2 separate regions of the Mus musculus genome follow, and region 2 is linked to region 1. The links are chromatin contacts, called in public targeted proximity ligation maps. All regions are on one chromosome and are shown on one strand. The core of a region is the stretch at or near the end of the contact, and the rest is flanking DNA. Distances in the headings are between cores, read along the strand shown.

Region 1 (7,288 bases), core at 820-3,319:
GCTCCGCCTTCCTGAGAACACAGGTGTCTCCTTCCACCAGGCCAAACTTGAGACAGTTGAAAGATTTCTGTTTGGGGGGTGAAATATTTACCCCCTTCTGCGTGAATTCCTACCCTTGCTCTCATCTCTCCAACCCCTTGTACGCTCCCTCTTCAAACTGAGCACCTCCCAGGAGTTCTGTGTCATCCGAGACCCGAGCTTAAGCCTCAACCCTTATCCAATACTTAAAAGCCCAGCACCTCACTCTGTCTTCCATGGACCGCAGCCTCTCAGAGCCCTGGCCCCAGATCCGCGATCGATGTATCCCAGCTCCCCATCTCTTATCCCCAATGCTCCACTCTGTTTCCTGCCTGGTGCTGTTGCCTGCCCTTCCTTATGTCCCCAGCCAGAGCCCCCTGGCCCTCACCCACGCGGAAGCCAGAACCGGTGAGCGTGTCGGTGCTGTGGCCGTTCTCTCCGATGAGCGTCATGTTGGAGCCCTGCTGACAGCTGTCCCGACACTGGCCCTTCAGACAGGTCCGCTTGCAGATCACTGGCGCAAAGACCACCTTGAAGCGTTCGCGGGCCAGCGCCCCGCCCCCGCCTGTGCCCCGCTCGCCGGCCGGCCCACCCTCGGCCCCGCCGCCGGGGCCCAGCAGCGCCAGCAGGAGTAGTGCCAGCAGCCCCAATGCCCCGGCCTGGCGCATCGCAGGGGCCAGGCCGTGGGCAGCCCCTCGGGGCCCGGGCATCCGGGGCCGCACGACCCTCGGAGATTGGAGGTCGAGCCCGAGCAGGGGATCGAGTGTTGGTAGCAGAGGGCAGAGCGGGGCGAGAAGCCAAGGGTAGGGAGGGGACAGCAGGAGCGGCCGGGATCCCCGTTGCGAGGGAGAGCGATGGAAGCTGCACTGAGGGTAGAGCGAAGAAACTTCCCTGGCCGGGAGAAACCCAGCCAGGCCCCGAACTGAGGCCGCAGCGAGGAGGCCGGAGCAAGTGGAGGCGGAGAGGAGGAGCGAGGGGAGAGGAAGGCCGGGCGGCCAGCCCGCTCCGCGCCTCCCCCTGGCCGGGCTCCTCTCCCGCGGCCGCCGGGAAGCAGGGAGCGCGCGGGGAGGACGCAGGGAGAAGTGAGCAGTTGTTTTCCCTGGCTGGAGCGCGCCGGCGGCGAGGGGGGCTGGGACGCTGGCCCGGGGCCAGGGAGACAATTTTTTTTTCTCCTCTCTCTTTTTCCTTCTGGTTCAAGCGTCTTTCGCTGCTGCCCGGAGAAGCGACGATGTGCGGCAGGGAGGGCGCCGGTTGGAGTGGGGGCAGCCCCCTAGGTGCCCGCCCCGCGCAGGAACCGACCTGGGTTCTTTCCAGAAGAATCCTCACCTGGGGACTCCGCCAGATTCCTCCGGGCGGGGTGCAGAGGCCTGTGCACACCTCCCCCGCCCAACTACTTTTCCACCTGGTCAAAATGGGGAAACCGAGGCAGATGGTCCTTGCTTGGAGGATCAGAGGTCTGTTAACTTTTGCCCATTGGCCTTTGTACATGTAGGGGTTCTCGAAGCCCTGAAGTCATGGGTCCTTATTCCTGGTCCTGTCTTCTCTCGAAGGAAAGGATTTAAGCAGGAGAGAGCACCTTCTGGCCAGGGTTTACTGGCCGGGGAGAACCCTGTGGCCTCAAGAAGAAGAGCAGAAAGAACAAAGCTAGAAACCTGGCTTCCCTGCCAATGTTCCCCCCCCCCCCCCCGCTCCTTAGAGGGCTTCCTGGTGCCCACCCTGCCACCTCCCCCCTTCCCCTCGTCTGGCCTGGCTGGCGGCGCTGGCTCTGGGCCTCAGACACTCTGGAATCGCCAAGGTCTGAGCTCAGGGCCTGGCCCCCTTCCCAGGCTAACAGCCGGAGAAGGGAGTGCTACTTGAGTGCTCAGGGGGCTGGGGAGAAGCCCAGCAGGGCCCTGGGGCAGGGGTTGACAGGGGGGTGGGGAAGGGTCTTGAATTTGCTCAAGGCTGTAGAAGAGCTAGACTTACTCACTGGTCTGAAAGGGGAGGCTGTGGTGTCCCGGATCTGGACAATACTGTGAGAACGTGCTAGGAAGCCCCAGGATCCAGTGTCTGACTCAAAAGAACTTAGTAGGGCTAAGGGTGACCAGGGTCAGAACCATGCCAAGTCTGGTTCATGCCAGGCCCTCTCCAGGGGAATCAGGGGGTGGTAATCTGATGGGAAGAGGGGGTTGGGCTCGGCTTTAGGCACACCTTTCCAAAGAGCTAATGGTGGTTTTTTTTGTTTTTTGGTTTTTTTTTTTTTTTTACTTTAAGGCTGAGTTTATTTGGGTAGCTTCGGAGGGACTGAGGGAGGCCATTTGATGAGTTCTGCTTGAATTGCTCAGTAGCTCAGGCGCTGCTCAGTACAGCCTACTGCTGCAATGCTGGCAGGGGGTGACCTCTGTGTCCCAAGAGGATTCCTTGCTGCTAGAATCTAGGAGGACTTGGGAGGGGGGACCCCTCCCCCTGCTCTAGTAACACTGTTGCAACAGTAACACTGAATACTTTCCACCTGGCAGGAGTGGTGCTGAGCGCTCTTACATTCATTTTTTCCTTTGAACTGGTGTAAACCTGACCCTCCCCTGTGCAGAGTAGGCAGAGGCTCACCTTGGAACAAGGCGCTGTCAAACAGTCCAGGCTTGGAATCTCGTGCTCTCCAAGCCTTGGAATTCTTGCCCATGGAATGAGATCTAGTCACCCAACTGTGAAACAAAAGGAGTGGTGGGCTGTGGGGGTCTGGGACAGCTTCCTTCAAACACGCTTTTCCATAGTGAAGGGAAGTAATGAGGGGAGCCTTGGGGCATGCTGGGAAGCCGAGAAAGGTGAAAAGGACTGCAATGAGTCTTGCAGAGTCAAGAGTGAGAAAACAAACAAACAAACAAACTTCCAAACCAAAAAAAAAAAAAAAACCGCTGTCCTTTCCAAGTCAGAGGAAAAGCCAGGCGAGCAACACGGTGGGAAGGGCAGAGGGCAGTGCAGCTGTGGTCTGAGTGGGTATGTAAGTCACTGTGAGGAATTTGGATCAGCGGGCACTGTATCAGGGCCGATGAGGATCTGCCCACCGCACACCTCTTGGAAGGATGTGGCTGTTTGATTTGGGACTGTGGAAAGTCGCGCCATTGTGAAGTAAATGATACAGAGAAGCAGGTGATGTGGTCTCAGGGTTTGGCTTCATCCCCTGGCAGGTGAGAGAAAAAGACAGGAGAGGGACACTATGGAGGTCCCTTTCAAGTCTTCTGAGCAGAGACACCTGAGCCCATGACAGACTGGAACATAGGCTCATTCCTGAGCACACAGGGAATGTTACTCTGTGGGAAAGGTGACTCAGTAGTTCACGAGAAGGGCCCACAGAAACAGGCAAGCTGCCATTCTTGTGCACCAGGGAGGAGAGATAGTTATCCCAGAGACCCAGTAGGGGCGTCAGAGTGACATGAAAGGAACTTGATGTGGAAAAGCCAAAAGGAACATTCTAGAAGGAGTATATGACCAGCAGCATGTGTTGCTGTGAGTGGGAGTGGAGACAACCCTTGTCTTGGGCTGCTGCAGGGACTCAGGGTCAGGAAGGAGCAATGAGTCCAGCTTAGATCGTCTGGCAGTGACTGTCCACAGATGTGATCTTTGGTAGACTCCTTAGGCTCTCAGGGCCTCAGCAAGGAGTGGCTGGTACCCTTCAGGCTGGTGAGTTAAGCAGGGTGGAGAGACTGTCTAGGAAAGACACCCCCTCCTGCTGTACTCACAGACTAATATCGGAGGGAAGACCTTACTCATCACCATTGAGGAGACTATGAGAAAAGCCTTTATATGCCCAGGCTAACTGAAGAGAACCCTGGACCTGAAGCTGCAGGGCGGGGGGGGGGGGGGGGGCGGGGGACGGACCTCAGACAACTGTGGGCCCTCAACAGACCCCTGAGTCCCTCCTTGCAGTTTGTCAGAAAGGAGCCCAAGCAATAGATGCTATCTCTAATCTCCTCTTGTTTCCAATTTTGCTGGTCCTGGCAGTGCAGTAGTATGACCACCTAATATACTGCAGGGAAGTGGAGCAGATCTGCAGGGTAAACTGAGGCAGCTGAGCACACTCGGCCACCATGCTCTACTGCCTTTTCCAGCCTTCTTGACAGCCATCCATAGCCGCCATCTTTGTAGAAGACAATTCTGTAAGGCCAAGGAGACCATGGCCATTCCAGACCATTAAGGCAGGTCTTCCCCAGCTGTCGTCCCTCCCCTGGTGTGTGCTGTCAGAGCTGTCTTTTATTTATTTTGTGTGTATATGTCTGTGTAGTTCTGTATATGGGAGGGGGACTTGTGCACATGTGGGGGGTTTGTGTGTATTCACTTGCTAGTGGAGACCAGAGATCAACTTCAGATTTTTATTTTTGTTTAGAAATACTTCTTTTGCTGGGCGTGGTGGTGCACCCTTTTAATCCCAGCACTCGGGAGGCAGAGGCAGGCAGATTTCTGAGTTGGAGGCCAGCCTGGTCTACAGAGTGAGTTCCAGGACAGCAAGGGCTATTCAGAGAAACCCTGTCTCGAAAAAACCAAAGGGGGAAAAAGAAAGAAAGAAAGAAAGAAAGAAAGAAAGAAAGAAAGAAAGAAAGAAAGAAAGAAAGAAAGAAAGACAGACTTCTTTCAGGGACCGGAGACATGGCTCAGAAGTTAAGAGACCCTGGTTCAATTCCCAGCACCCACATCGCAGCTCACAAGTATCTTTAACTTCAGTCCCAAGAGATCAGATGTCCATTTCTGGCCTCACTGGGCACTGCATGCATGTGGTGCACAGACATACTTGCAGATAAAACACTAATACACATAAAATATTTTTATTTAAATAATTTTATTTAAAATATTATTTAAATAATAATTTTATTTAAAATAATTTTATTTAAATAATAATTCCTCAAAATAATTTAAGTAATTATTTTGAGAGCTGGGCATTATGGTACATGCATTCAATCCCAGCACTCAGGAGGCAAAGGCAGGTGGATCTCTGTGAGTTTGAGGCCAGCTTGGTTTACAGAGTGAGCTCCAAGAAAGCCAAGGCTATTACACCAGAAATCATGTCTCAAAACAAACAAACAAACAAACAATTTATTTTGAGACAGAGTCTCATTATGTAGTCCTGGCTGGTCATGAACTCACAGAGCTCCACCTGCCTCTGCCTTCCAAGGCTCTGATTAAAGGCGCAGATCTTCCTGCTTTGGCATATTTATTTTGTGTGTGCAGGTTGTGTGTGCAGGTTGTGTGTGCAGGTTGTGTGTGCAGGTTGTGTGTGCAGGTTGTGTGTGCACTATGTGCACAGCTGGTCCTTTCAGAGGCCAGACGAGATCACAGGATCTCCTGTACCCCTGTTACCACAGATGGTTGTGAGCTACTGGGTGGCTGCTGGGAATCGAACCTGGGTCATCTGCAAGAGAAGCAAGTGCTGTTTTCCCCACTCTCTTATTTTTTGAGATAGGGGTTCTTTGGGTAGTTTTGGCTGTCCTTGAACTCCGAGGTCTGCCCGCATCTGCCTCCTGAGTGCGGGAACTAAAGGTGTGTGCCACCACCTTCCAGCTACCCCCTTTTTTAGACAGAATCTCTGGCCTCAAGCTCTAGGTGTAGCTGAGGATGGCGTCTCTCCTACCTCCACCTCCACAGTGCTGGGCTTGCACACCAGGCTTGTGCAGCGCTGCTAGGAGAGTTCCACCCCCAGCCCGGAAACCTGCTCTGTTCACATGTTTATTGTACGTCTCACTACGCTCTCAAGAAGGTGCAGTTTTATCTCCAGATCCCAGAGCAATGGTAGGCAATCAGGAGTGCTGCCATTTGTTAATGATTCCATCAAGAGTGATAAGAATATCTGTCACTTACAATGTTTACATGGTTATGTCATTTCATCCATTAGGTGACATTGCACAGGGGAATCCAAAGCTCTGAGAAATGAAACAATTTGATGCAGGTTCCCTAGTGAGTTAGCTGCAGGGACCAACCTGGACCAATGCACACACAGCCTGCCTGCCTGATGGTAAGGCTCTGCATGCTCCTAGGATGAGCAGTGACGTCCTGAAGGTAGGTGAGTAGGTCAGCAAGACAGAAAAGAACAGAATCCAGATTCAGAGAATGTGTGCATTGCTCAATTCCTCGAGCAGGGCACTTGTCTAAGGTCGCACAGCCTGCCAAAGCGGGAGACGTGACTAGAACCCTTGGTGTATAACCTCTTGATGCCATTTAAGGAACTGGCTGGAGAGAGGCCATAACAGGTGAGTCCAAGGAGAGAGTACGGCATGGAGGTCGCAGCACTGATTACCCCGGCTGCACTATGGGCCAGGTTTCAGTTGTCTGAGACTGGGTTTCTCGTGTAGCCCTGGCTGTCCTGGAACTCACTCTGTAGACCAGGCTGACCTCAAGCTCAAAGGTCTGCCCGCCTCTGCCTCCTGAGTGCTGGGGATAAAAGTGTGCGCCATCACTGACCAGTGCTTCCTTAGTTTTCAACAGGGATCAACAAGCTTATATTTACAAAACCCTCTGCTAGTCAGAGCTGGGTGTGCGTTAGTTTCTTTTATTTTTATCTGGGTCTAGGAGCTACAATGAGCTGGGTGGCACTTGGACCATTCAAGAGGATGGGCTCTGTCTCTGCCAAGCTTCTAGACTCTCAGGAAAGACTCAGTTCTGGGATGGTATGTGAGTGACAGAGAAGGGGACTGATCATCAGGGTTTTGTTTGTTTGTTTGTTTGTTTTTTTGTTTTTTCTTTTTTTGAGACAAAGTCTCACTATGTAGTCCTGACTCTCCAGGAACTCAGTATGTAGACCAGGCTAGTCCCCCTGCCTCTGCTTTCTGAGTGCCAGATTAAAGGCATGTGCCATCACTCTTGGCTGCTCATCAAGTCTAAAGAGAATGGATGATGCCACAGAGAACTGTGGGGAGACAACTGTGCCCTGAAGGTCTCTCTCCAAAGACAGTGCCCTGAATGTCTCTGCCACTCTGTTGGTGTTGGGCTTTGGTAATGCCTGGGTCTAACCCAGGCTCTGGGATGTAGTAGGGAAGCAGGCTACCACTGAGTCACATTCCCAGCCAGTTTTTTATATTCTGAGCTAGAGTTTCACAATGTATCGGACTGGCTTTGAACTCAAATCATTCCTCCTGCCTTGGCTTCCCGAGTGCTCTGATTGCAGACACATGCCATGGTGGCTAGCTCAGCTGTGACACTTCCTGTGGCTCCTAGGATGCTGAGCGCTGAGCGGACAGGGTTTGATGGACTTCACATTCCCATCCTTCCTGTGGATTGGACCCAGAGCCTCAGCAACCTGGGCGAG
Region 2 (7,287 bases), core at 116-2,615, 62 kb before region 1:
CGCTGTTTCCCACGACTCCAGCAGCTTTTCTAAAAATCCAGGCAGCCTCCAGTTTACGGGATCAACCCGAGACTCGCTTCCCTTTGAAAATTCTAGAGTATAAAGTAAACGTACGAGCAAAGTATGTGTCTTAACACTTAATGGATGACATAGAGACCAAAAAAGCCATGTCCGTGGGCCCAGTAGGCCGCAATAAGGGGCGACCAGGAAACTGCAGCACAGCCCCCCGCAGCCGCCCTGCTCCCACACCAGTCATTCCAGCACCGTGGTGAAGGCGCTTGGGGGCGGGGCGGGGCGCGCCTGCGCAGCGAGGCTCTGCAGCAGAAACTTTGCCTAGACCGGCTGGAACCGGTTAGAACCGGTCGAACCCGGCCGGCTGCCAGCCCTCGATTCAGCAGCTCACAAAGGGAGGCGGCGACTCACGACCCGCGTATCCTTGCGCCTCTCCCCACCCCCTTTGTCCTCGCGACGGGTTCCGCGGTCCTCCCCGCCCTCCCTGGCGCGGCCCCCGCTTTCTGCGCCCAGTGACGCTTTCTCCATGGTCCTGGGAGAAAGAGAAAAACATCCTTTCCCCTCCGTCGTAGTTTTAGGAAGCGATGAGATAGACCTGGGGACCTTGCCGCCACGGGCCGGGCTCTGACGGTTATTAGCGCAGTGCGGGTGGTGCTCGGCATGGCCGCCAAGGTCGCCGTGCCCTCACCTGCAGCGACCATGGCCTTGCTGGGCTGAGACCGCAGCCTAACATGGCGGACGTAGGCAAGCACCAAAGCGCTCGTGTACCCGGGCTCGGAAAAGTGGCCCCGAGAGCAGCCGGAGGCTGCAGGTCGTCCCTACAGGAGCATTCCCAGTATAAACCAGTACAAAGTGTCACCACCTCAGAAGCCACTCGCAGGGCCGGTCACTTTCCGAGAGACCTCCATCTTGTTTCGCATGAAATGGCAGCCGCTCGGGGAGTTACAAAATGGGAAGTGGAAGCTGAAGCTGTGGGAAAGCCTGTTTTAACACTTGCAACATACGCTATACCCTCTGTCCTCCCAGGAAAACGCAAAAGGTGTTGAAACATCTGAAAAACTTGGGGCTCCCATTTTTAATAGCTATTAGTTCATGTTTTTTCTCCTTGTGACCAGAAATTTTAAACCTATTTGTACCTATTTAGCTGGTACAAGCTAAACATTTCTCTGTATTAGCAAGGTCCAAGAGGCCCACACGACGTCAAGAAAAATCTAGAAACTTGGAAGTCAGGATCTATTTTTAACTCTCTGAGGAACTATTTTTCTTCCTTCACCAAGGTGGTGGAGGGTTACTAGGTTCCGGTGGAGTGACGTGTCCCTTTGCAATAAATACCGGCGCTCCGGGCTCTGCGTCAGGCATTCAGGCAGCGAGAGCAGAGCAGCGTAGAGCAGCACAGCTGAGCTCGTGAGGCAGGAGACTCAGCCCGAGGAAATCGCAGATAAGTTTTTAATTAAAAAGATTGAGCAGTAAAAAGAATTAGAACTCTAAACTTAAGCTAATAGAGTAGCTTATCGAAATATTACTTAGTCTTAATAATCTAAGAAGATCTTAAGAGATAACATGAAGGCTTATTTAAACAGTTTGAAAAAGGAAATGAGGAGAAAAGTATTTGTACTGTATAATGGAGGCTGACCAGAGCAGTTTAGGAGATTGTAAAGGGAGGTTTTGTGAAGTTCTAAAAGGTTCTAGTTTGAAGGTCGGCCTTGTAGATTAAAACGAAGGTTACCTAAATAGAATCTAAGTGGCATTTAAAACAGTAAAGTTGTAGAGAATAGTTTGAAAATGAGGTGTAGTTTTAAAAGATTGAGAAAAGTAGGTTAAGTTGACGGCCGTTATAAAAATCCTTCGACTGGCGCATGTACGTTTGAAGGCATGAGTTGGAAACAGGGAAGATGGAAGTGTTAGGCTAGCCGGGCGATGGTGGCGCACGCCTTTAATCCTAGCACTTGGGAGGCAGAGGCAGGCGGATTTCTGAGTTCGAGGCCAGCCTGGTCTACAGAGTGAGTTCCAGGACAGCCAGGGCTACACAGAGAAACCCTGTCTTGAAAAAACAAAAAGGTTAGGCTAGTATTTGGAGAAAGAAGATTAGAAAATGGAAGTGAAAGACGAAGAAGACATACAGGAAGGTGAAGAAAAAGCTGTTAGAGAAGATAGGAAAATAGAAGACAAAGCATCTTTAGAAGACAGAAAAGGTACTTAAAGGCACAGGTAGTAGGAAGCCGAAGAATAGAAGATAGAAAGAAGCAAGATAGAAAAACAAAATGGAAGTTAAGACAACTTTGGATGCCAGCATTCAAGATAGGCAAAGAAGATAAGATTGAGGCCAAAAGGTTGGATAAGATATAAAGTCAGAAGGAAATTATCTTTAAAGCCATAAGTTCAAATTTCTGATGGAGCGAGCAGTTTAGAAGAGTCTTTAGACAGCCACATACAAGATTGAAGCTAGCAATCAAAGCTACTAGGACTGAAGTAAAAAGTTAAGGCAGAATGCCTTTGAAGAGTTAGAAGAATATTAAAAGCCTTAACTTGTAGCTTAATTTTGCTTGATGACAAAAGGACTTTTGATAACAGTTTCAAGATTGTCAGCATTTTGCATTGGACTTGAGCTGAGGTGCTTTTAAAATCCTAACGACTAGCATTGGCAGCTGACCCAGGTCTACACAGAAGTGCATTCAGTGAACTAGGAAGACAGGAGCGGCAGACAGGAGTCCCGAAGCCAGTTTGGTGAAGCTAGGAAGGACTGAGGAGCCAGCAGCAGCAGTGCATGGTGAAGATAGCCCAGGAAAGAGTGCGGTTCGGTGGAGGAAGCTAGGAAGAAGGAGCCATACGGATGTGGTGGTGAAGCTGGGAAAGGGTTCCAGGATGGTGGAGCGAGAGCGAGTTGGTGATGAAGCTAGCTGGCGGCTTGGCTTGTCAACTGCGCGGAGGAGGCGAGCAGGCATTGTGGAGAGGATAGATAGCGGCTCCTAGACCAGCATGCCAGTGTGCAAGAAAGGCTGCAGGGAGAGCATGCGGTGCGGTAACATTCCTTGAGGTCGGCAACATGGTGGTGGTTTTCTGTAACTTGGATGGTAACTTGTTTACTTTGTCTTAATAGTTATGGGGGAGTTGTAGGCTTCTGTGTAAAGAGATATATCTGGGGCTGTATGTAGGCCTTTGCGGGTGTTGTAGGTTTTTCTTTTTCAGGGTTATGTCCTCTTGCATCTTGTCAGAAGCTTTTGAGGGCTGACTGCCAAGGCCCAGAAAGAAGAATGGTAGATGGCAAGTTGTCTTTAACCGCTCAGAGGGGAATGAATGGTAGAGCCAGCACAACCTCCCAGTTTTGTAAGACGTTGTAGTTTGAACAGATGACCTACCACAAGCCTCACTCCTGTGTAGGGGAGGTAATTGGGCAAAGTGCTTTTGGGGGAATGGGGGCAAAATATATTTTGAGTTCTTTTCCCCTTAGGTCTGTCTAGAATCCTAAAGGCAGATGACTCAAGGGAACCAGAAAAAAGGAAATCCACTCTCAGGATAAGCAGAGCTCGCCAGGTTTACAGTTTGTAGGAAGTAGAGGATGGATGCTAGCTTTCACACTGAGTGTGGAGGAGCTGGCCATGGCGGAATTGCTGGTAGTTTACTCTTTCCCCCTCCCTTAATGAGATTTGTAAAATCCTAAACACTTTTACTTGAAATATTTGGGAGTGGTCTTAACAGGGAGGAGTGGGTGGGGGAAACGTTTTTTTTCTAAGATTTTCCACAGATGCTATAGTTGTGTTGACACACTGGGTTAGAGAAGGCGTGTACTGCTATGCTGTTGGCACGACACCTTCAGGGACTGGAGCTGCCTTTTGTCCTTGGAAGAGTTTTCCCAGTTGCCGCTGAAGTCAGCACAGTGCGGCTTTGGTTCACAGTCACCTCAGGAGAACCTCAGGAGCTTGGCTAGGCCAGAGGTTGAAGTTAAGTTTTACAGCACCGTGATTTAAAATATTTCATTAAAGGGGAGGGGTAAAACTTAGTTGGCTGTGGCCTTGTGTTTGGGTGGGTGGGGGTGTTAGGTAATTGTTTAGTTTATGATTTCAGATAATCATACCAGAGAACTTAAATATTTGGAAAAACAGGAAATCTCAGCTTTCAAGTTGGCAAGTAACTCCCAATCCAGTTTTTGCTTCTTTTTTCCTTTTTCTTTTTTTGAGGCGGGCAGCTAAGGAAGGTTGGTTCCTCTGCCGGTCCCTCGAAAGCGTAGGGCTTGGGGGTTGGTCTGGTCCACTGGGATGATGTGATGCTACAGTGGGGACTCTTCTGAAGCTGTTGGATGAATATAGATTGTAGTGTGTGGTTCTCTTTTGAAATTTTTTTCAGGTGACTTAATGTATCTTAATAACTACTATAGGAACAAAGGAAGTGGCTTTAATGACCCTGAAGGAATTTCTTCTGGTGATAGCTTTTATATTATCAAGTAAGAGATACTATCTCAGTTTTGTATAAGCAAGTCTTTTTCCTAGTGTAGGAGAAATGATTTTCCTTGTGACTAAACAAGATGTAAAGGTATGCTTTTTTTCTTCTTGTGCATTGTATACTTGTGTTTATTTGTAACTTATAATTTAAGAATTATGATAATTCAGCCTGAATGTCTTTTAGAGGGTGGGCTTTTGTTGATGAGGGAGGGGAAACCTTTTTTTTTCTGTAGACCTTTTTCAGATAACACCATCTGAGTCATAACCAGCCTGGCAGTGTGATGACGTAGATGCAGAGGGAGCAGCTCCTTGGTGAATGAGTGATAAGTAAAGGCAGAAAAAATAATGTCATGTCTCCATGGGGAATGAGCATGAGCCAGAGATTGTTCCTACTGATGAAAAGCTGCATATGCAAAAATTTAAGCAAATGAAAGCAACCAGTATAAAGTTATGGCAATACCTTTAAAAGTTATGGCTTATCTACCAAGCTTTATCCACAAAAGTAAAGAATTGATGAAAAACAGTGAAGATCAAATGTTCATCTCAAAACTGCTTTTACAAAAGCAGAATAGAAATGAAGTGAAAATGCTGCATTAAGCCTGGAGTAAAAAGAAGCTGAGCTTGTTGAGATGAGTGGGATCGAGCGGCTGCGAGGCGGTGCAGTGTGCCAATGTTTCGTTTGCCTCAGACAGGTTTCTCTTCATAAGCAGAAGAGTTGCTTCATTCCATCTCGGAGCAGGAAACAGCAGACTGCTGTTGACAGATAAGTGTAACTTGGATCTGCAGTATTGCATGTTAGGGATAGATAAGTGCCTTTTTTCTCTTTTTCCAAAAAGACCTGTAGAGCTGTTGAATGTTTGCAGCTGGCCCCTCTTAGGCAGTTCAGAATTTTGAGTAGTTTTCCCATCCAGCCTCTTAAAAATTCCTAAGCCTTGCACCGATGGGCTTTCATGATGGGATAGCTAATAGGCTTTTGCATCGTAAACTTCAACACAAAAGCCTACATGATTAATGCCTACTTTAATTACATTGCTTACAAGATTAAGGAATCTTTATCTTGAAGACCCCATGAAAGGGATCATTATGTGCTGAAAATTAGATGTTCATATTGCTAAAATTTAAATGTGCTCCAATGTACTTGTGCTTAAAATCATTAAATTATACAAATTAATAAAATACTTCACTAGAGAATGTATGTATTTAGAAGGCTGTCTCCTTATTTAAATAAAGTCTTGTTTGTTGTCTGTAGTTAGTGTGGGCAATTTTGGGGGGATGTTCTTCTCTAATCTTTTCAGAAACTTGACTTCGAACACTTAAGTGGACCAGATCAGGATTTGAGCCAGAAGACCGAAATTAACTTTAAGGCAGGAAAGACAAATTTTATTCTCCATGCAGTGATGAGCATTTAATAATTGCAGGCCTGGCATAGAGGCCGTCTAACTAAGGACTAAGTACCTTAGGCAGGTGGGAGATGATGGTCAGAGTAAAAGGTAACTACATATTTTGTTTCCAGAAAGTCAGGGGTCTAATTTGACCATGGCTAAACATCTAGGGTAAGACACTTTTCCCCCACATTTCCAAATATGCATGTTGAGTTTAAATGCTTACGATCATCTCATCCACTTTAGCCTTTTGTCACCTCACTTGAGCCACGAGTGGGGTCAGGCATGTGGGTTTAAAGAGTTTTCCTTTGCAGAGCCTCATTTCATCCTTCATGGAGCTGCTCAGGACTTTGCATATAAGCGCTTGCCTCTGTCTTCTGTTCTGCTAGTGAGTGTGTGATGTGAGACCTTGCAGTGAGTTTGTTTTTCCTGGAATGTGGAGGGAGGGGGGGATGGGGCTTACTTGTTCTAGCTTTTTTTTTACAGACCACACAGAATGCAGGTGTCTTGACTTCAGGTCATGTCTGTTCTTTGGCAAGTAATATGTGCAGTACTGTTCCAATCTGCTGCTATTAGAATGCATTGTGACGCGACTGGAGTATGATTAAAGAAAGTTGTGTTTCCCCAAGTGTTTGGAGTAGTGGTTGTTGGAGGAAAAGCCATGAGTAACAGGCTGAGTGTTGAGGAAATGGCTCTCTGCAGCTTTAAGTAACCCGTGTTTGTGATTGGAGCCGAGTCCCTTTGCTGTGCTGCCTTAGGTAAATGTTTTTGTTCATTTCTGGTGAGGGGGGTTGGGAGCACTGAAGCCTTTAGTCTCTTCCAGATTCAACTTAAAATCTGACAAGAAATAAATCAGACAAGCAACATTCTTGAAGAAATTTTAACTGGCAAGTGGAAATGTTTTGAACAGTTCCGTGGTCTTTAGTGCATTATCTTTGTGTAGGTGTTCTCTCTCCCCTCCCTTGGTCTTAATTCTTACATGCAGGAACATTGACAACAGCAGACATCTATCTATTCAAGGGGCCAGAGAATCCAGACCCAGTAAGGAAAAATAGCCCATTTACTTTAAATCGATAAGTGAAGCAGACATGCCATTTTCAGTGTGGGGATTGGGAAGCCCTAGTTCTTTCAGATGTACTTCAGACTGTAGAAGGAGCTTCCAGTTGAATTGAAATTCACCAGTGGACAAAATGAGGACAACAGGTGAACGAGCCTTTTCTTGTTTAAGATTAGCTACTGGTAATCTAGTGTTGAATCCTCTCCAGCTTCATGCTGGAGCAGCTAGCATGTGATGTAATGTTGGCCTTGGGGTGGAGGGGTGAGGTGGGCGCTAAGCCTTTTTTTAAGATTTTTCAGGTACCCCTCACTAAAGGCACTGAAGGCTTAATGTAGGACAGCGGAGCCTTCCTGTGTGGCAAGAATCAAGCAAGCAGTATTGTATCGAGACCAAAGTGGTA

What was found.
Region 2: a targeted proximity ligation map of neural stem cells shows a contact between it and region 1, with 5 read pairs. A contact is called at or near these places in 1 of 39 promoter capture datasets (macrophages), 3 of 484 Hi-C or Micro-C datasets (embryonic stem cells and muscle stem cells), 8 of 130 datasets of targeted methods (the NIH/3T3 cell line, bone marrow-derived macrophages, embryonic fibroblasts and 4 more) and 4 of 9 other capture datasets (adipose tissue, liver, macrophages and 1 more).

What each region holds. Positions count from the first base shown.
Region 1 is chr19:5,735,681-5,742,968 of GRCm38.p6, reverse strand. Ltbp3 (latent transforming growth factor beta binding protein 3) reads right to left here and starts at 2,069. Exons shown (of 28, transcript NM_008520.3): 1 at 1,984-2,069; 2 at 407-1,634. The coding sequence starts at 728.
Region 2 is chr19:5,796,750-5,804,036 of GRCm38.p6, reverse strand. It overlaps Malat1 (metastasis associated lung adenocarcinoma transcript 1 (non-coding RNA)), which reads left to right and starts at 1,365. Exons shown (of 1, transcript NR_002847.3): 1 at 1,365-7,287.